2 separate regions of the Sus scrofa genome follow, and region 2 is linked to region 1. A link is a contact called in public HiChIP or PLAC-seq data. All regions are on one chromosome and are shown on one strand. The core of a region is the stretch at or near the end of the contact, and the rest is flanking DNA. Distances in the headings are between cores, read along the strand shown. Region 1 holds the start of SEC24B (protein transport protein Sec24B). Region 2 holds the start of HADH (hydroxyacyl-CoA dehydrogenase).

Region 1 (2,700 bases), core at 120-2,619:
GTCAATTTTCATTAACAGGTTGGATAAAATAGGTCAGTCCAACCATCATTTGAAGAGTATCTGCAGACTGTTCTCTTACAAACGCAGTCATTATTCAATTACTTTCCACAGTTCTCCTCTGAAACACTATCGTCTATAAAGAGAGCCCTCCCCACCTCCCCGGCCGCATCCAGGAACATTCCAAATCTCAAGATTAGGGAATGGATATCCTAGAGCTGATCATTTTTCAGCTGAAACTCCTGCATACCAAAAGCCCATGACCTTAGCACCAAAGCAGCTTTCCCGTTGCACTGGCTGCTGCCGTTGGGAAGGCCCTGCCTCAAACAGGACCAACTCTGTCACGTTTTTTGGATTTATGAAAGTGCAGCTGGGGGTGGGGTGGAGTGGGGAACCTGCCAGATCTAAAAGTATTCGTTTAAATCCGTTTGACACCTGCCTCCTTCAAACACGACAAACTCCAAACATTTGAGCAGCCGCCGCAGCAGCATTGGACAGATCTTGAGGCCAAACTAGGTCAGGGTTACGGTTACACTTACGTTGCACATTAACACCCTTTGTCTACAAACTTGAACACTAAGTTAAGTTCCCTTCCAGGCAGCGTGCTCGCTGGGCCTCAGAATCGGTGCAGTCTTCCCGAGACAAGAAGGGCACCAACCACCCTGCTCCATGGCTACACCAGCCTTCTCCGGACCACGCACTCTGCGGCCTCGGCAAGGCCGGGTCTCTCGGAGAAGGGGTCGCTTGGGGGTAACTCTCCTGCGCCCAAGCTGCATAACACGGATTTCACAGGGTATCTGGGCTCCCCCTTTTCTAGGGCCCCTACTTATCCGGGCGGTTTCGTGCCTGGGGTCACACTACCGTAACAGCCCAGGGCCCCGATTCCCCAGGTCTGAACCCCCGCCGGGGCGCCCCTCCCCCCACGCCCGAACCCTGCAGCCCCCCTCCCCCGACCCTTACAGCCCCCCTTCCCACCAGCCCCGCCACCGCCCCGCCCGGTCGGGCCGCGCAGGCTGCCGGGCCGGCACTAGGCCCCGCGCTCCGCCCCGGCTGCCCGCCTCACCGTTCTGCTGGTGCGGCCCCAAGCCCGGGACCGCGGGCGCGGCGGCTCCTGGGGCGGCGGCTCCGCCAAGCTTGGGAGGGATCCGGGCGCTGGCGGCCGGATGAGGAGACCCGGCAGGAGCCGACATGACGGCGCTACTGGCGGCGGCCGCGGCTCTGCTTCGGGGAGGTGGGCGGAGGGAAAGGAAGGCGGGGCCGGAGAGGAAGAGGAAGGAACGCGCGCGGCGTCACCGAGGGAGTCACCCGGGACCGCGGCGGGAGTGCCGCGCTCCACCCCGGAGCTCAGCTCGCCGCCGCGGGTGCCGGGACCCCGGTCCGCTCCGCCCGGCCCTGCCCTGTCCTGCCCTGCTCTGCCCTGCCCTGCCCTGCCGCCGCCCCGAGCCGGGAACCGCGGGACTCCCACCCCGGGTCGCTCACCGCAAGCGCGGGCGGCGAGCGCCGCAGCGCCCCCTGCAGGCGGAGCCCGGCGCGCCCAGGCCGGAGGCAGGGCCCGGGGCGGCGGCCTGCCGGCCAGCCCTACAACCTCCGGGCCCGGCGGAGCTGCTGAGGCCTCCCGGCGAGAGGGATGGATCCGGATAGTAGGGGCTCTGGGCCCACTTTCACGTGGGGTGGAGGCTGGAGCGCTGCGGGCCGGGATGGGGCAGTGCCGGGAGAGGGGTTTGGGAGCTGCGGGGTGACATCCGGAGCCCCGGGCAACGCCGGGCTGGACTGACCCCACTCACCATTCCTCGGAAGAGGAACCCTGGGTTTGGCTTTGTACTTATTTTAATCCTGAGGGTTTTTCTTTTTTTTTTTTTTTAATTTCCTTTTTCTCCCTTAAGGTTAAATTCCAAAGGAAATAGGCATTCCAGCTTCTCGTCCGTGGGGAATTACAATCCCGGGCAAAGGAAGAGGAATTTACTTAAAATCACTGACTTAAACCGGGAAAGGGGGTACTAGAGTAAGAGAAACTGAAGGGCAAACTTTATCTGCCTCATGATTTTTTGCAAGGGGTTGGCTCATCCTGTTAGGATTGAAAAGAGGAGCTGTAGCATCCGAAGCAGGAATTCAGCTTGCTTTGTCTACCTTGATGAAATCTTTGAATCTCCGGTCTGTCCCAGCATGCTAAGTGGCAAGCAAGCCCTGGAGTTCATCACTCAAGTCATTTTGCCATCGTTCGGAATCCCGAGTGTGCCACAATCATTCTGTATTAGAAATGAAATTGTTCAAAAACAGCAAATTCCGAATGGGTTCCAGCAAGATATTTCTGGAGTGACAAGGCTAATTACTGAATGATTATGCCAAGCATAAAATGCCCTATAGCCCGAGAAAAATGCAAAGCTTCACTTTAGTTGTGGCCATGAATTAATGATACTTTGTGTTCGATACACCAAATGAATTACAAACAGGATTTCAGTAGCTGGATTTGGACTTTTTAAAATTTGTCTTTACTCTTATTTCCATAATTCTGGTTAATTTTTCCTTTTCATTTTATACACGGATAAGCAACTTAAACAATAGTTTACATTATCATAACCAGAAGCTAAAATATACTAGTTCCTGCATGTGAAAAATACCTTAAGCTAAATTCGTAGGTTTTAAAAACCAATGATGTTTTTAAATGTAAATTTTTAGAATCTTTAGAGAAAATTATATTGTGCA
Region 2 (2,700 bases), core at 67-2,566, 1.2 Mb after region 1:
TTCAGAACATGTACACAATAAAAAGAGTCCCAAAACATGATCTGAAAAGAAATGGGAGCCTGTCAGAAGGATAAAACATTAATGAAAAACAGATTTTAGGAGAAAAAGCAACCAAATTAATAGTTGTTTAAAAAAAAATAACAACCTGCAGGGTGGGAAAAATTAAGATACATAATGACAATAAAAGATTTTTCTAAAAAGCAAGCACAGAAGCAAGGACTTGGTTGGAAATAGAACTAAGAAAAATTAATCTTTTTCAAAATTGAAGCCACTGAAGGTACTTCCCCCCCAAAAAAACTAGATCAATGCCTCCCCTGTCCAACAATACTAGTAGCAAGGGCTGAAATGCTAAGAAGATAATCAGCTAGGCTATGAAAATCACGGTTCCCCAATACAACCTGGAATGTAACCGCTAAAAATCAATAAAGTACAAGTACCACAGTATCTAGATAATAACTGCACAACTGTCCCTGAATCACAGCTCAGGTGGAACAGGGCAGAGTCCTGAAGATCCACAGCGAGATTAATGAGCTACCCCTTCAGAGCCCTTGGCCCCTCTACCTCCCGCTCCCACTCTCCCCAGCACCAGAGGGCATTAGGTCAAAGAGGCCCCGCGCAGCAGCAGCTGGTGGCGTCCCAGGGCCTCACAAGCTCCGATAAGATAACTTTTACAAAATGCTACAAAAGTGCTGACTACTATTAACCTTTGTAATCCAGCAAGCATAGGAAACACTCGGAAGAAGACCATTTCGAAGAGCAGAAAACTACTCTGACAATAACTGCAGAATTATTTAAAAAAAAAAAAAAAAACCACCGATAAAAATTAAACCCGATCGCAGTCCAGGTCTCGGGACGCACACCCTCGGAAACGGAGGCTCGGCCAAAAGACACCAGATCTTTGAGGGAGTGCAGACTCACGGGTCTAGGCATTTCAACTACACGGGCAGGGGGACAGGGGAGGAGGGGAAATTCTCCAGGTCTCTCGGAGCTACACCCCGCCGGGTCGCGGCCCGCCAGAGCTCTCAGGTTAGCGTAGGCAGCAAGGCGAGCGGAGAGCGCTGCCCGCCGGGCGGCCCACCTGGGCAATGCCTGCGCCCATCAGCCCGCCGCCGATGACCGTCACGTGCTTGACGAGGATTTTCTTCGCCGAGGCCGCGGCGGTGGACGAGGAGGACAAGGAGCGCACGAGCTGCCTGGTTGCGAAAGCCATGGTGCAGACGAAGGCGGCGACAGCAACAAGACCGGGCGGAGAAGGTAACCGCAGGCGGCTGAGGCAAGAGTAGCAAGACGACCCCTGGGCTTGGACACCCAGGAAACCCAAGGTCCGCGCGCCCTGGGCGTGGCTGTGCGTCTCCGACGACAGGGCGGAGCCTCGCGATTCGCTTTTCTCATTGGTGGAGACCCCAGGGGCCGCGTTCGAACGTCGGAGCGCGGCGTCTCCGCCCAAGTGGGCGGGCACGGCCACAGCGTTGCGCTGCTGAGCTCGCTGGCCGGGCTGTCCCTCCGCAGTCAGAGGGAAGAGGAGGGGCAGTTAGCGCGCCCATCCCCGCGCAGGCCCAAAGCGGAGGGCGGCCTTATAAGGGGGAGGATGCGGTGTTGTTTTGTTAAATCCTCGCTTAGGATGCTAGTGCATAACTCGACCCTGAATAAATACGTGTTATTTCGGTTTTGATGATAAGAGACTCCCAAATGAGCACCTTCAGTTCACGTCATCAAATAACCAAATCTAGGAATTATTTCGGCCTTGTGTACATTGTTCCTGATAAAACGGAAGGAAACGAACTGCTCGGACGCAAAGCAAATGTCTAGTAACCCATGAATTCCAATGCAGAGATCGGGGTCAGAGAAAGAGAGTTGATATTGCCCATTTCCACTTTACAAGTCCTGAATGTGTGAATGGTAAGATCAAAGAGAAACCTCTGTGGAGATAAAAATGGAAAGGAAAGTCTTTCAAAGTACTGGAAGACTTGATAGTAATTAGGCCAGTAGTCCCCCTCCTGTGAATAATTCCTAGTTACTGTACTTTAATAATGAAGAATTTTTTAATTAATTTATTTATTGTTTTAGGGCCGCACCTGCGGAATATGGAAGTTCTTGGGCTGCCGGTCAAATCAGAGCTGCAGGTCCTGGCCTGCACCTCAGGCACAGCAAGAGGATCTGAGCTGCATCTGCGACCTACTTCGCAGCTTGTGCAATGCCAGATCCCTAATTCACTGAGGGAGGCCAGGGATCAAACCACATCCTTGTGGATACTATTCAGATTCTTAACCTGCTGAGCCACAGTGGGAACACCTAGTAACACAGAATTTGTATTATTTTTATATTATTTTTGAATATGTAATAAGGACCCACAGACTCACCATCCAAAGTCAGCATCCTCCTGTTGGAAGTAACTTTCATAGTAAATACTATGTTCACCATTCCTTTGCTTTGATCTCTTTTTTTTCCCTTTCTTTCTTTTATGGTGGTACCTGGGGCATATGGAAGTTCCCTGGCTAGTGATGGAATCCCTGCTGCAGCTCCAGCTGTGGTGAAGCCGGATCCTTTAACCCAGTACACAGAGAGGATCAGAGGTGCACCTCTGCAGCAACCCAAGCCACTGCAATCAGATTATTAACCCACTGTGCCACAGCAGGAACTCCTTCATTTTTATTTCTAATATTGTAAAAATATGGGAGAAGCACTGGTGTGGAGGCTTGG

The links. HiChIP or PLAC-seq counts read pairs in DNA pulled down with a chosen protein or histone mark.
Region 2: an H3K27ac HiChIP or PLAC-seq map of skeletal muscle shows a contact between it and region 1, with 2.8 times the contacts expected there. The contact joins the promoter of HADH here to the promoter of SEC24B in region 1. A contact is called at or near these places in 2 of 2 datasets of contacts at active chromatin or transcription factors (alveolar macrophages and skeletal muscle).

The regions. Positions count from the first base shown.
Region 1 is chr8:112,761,501-112,764,200 of Sscrofa11.1, forward strand. SEC24B (protein transport protein Sec24B) reads right to left here and starts at 1,370. Exons shown (of 23, transcript XM_021101681.1): 1 at 1,061-1,370. The coding sequence starts at 1,187.
Region 2 is chr8:114,004,194-114,006,893 of Sscrofa11.1, forward strand. HADH (hydroxyacyl-CoA dehydrogenase) reads right to left here and starts at 1,317. Exons shown (of 8, transcript NM_214331.1): 1 at 1,079-1,317. The coding sequence starts at 1,210.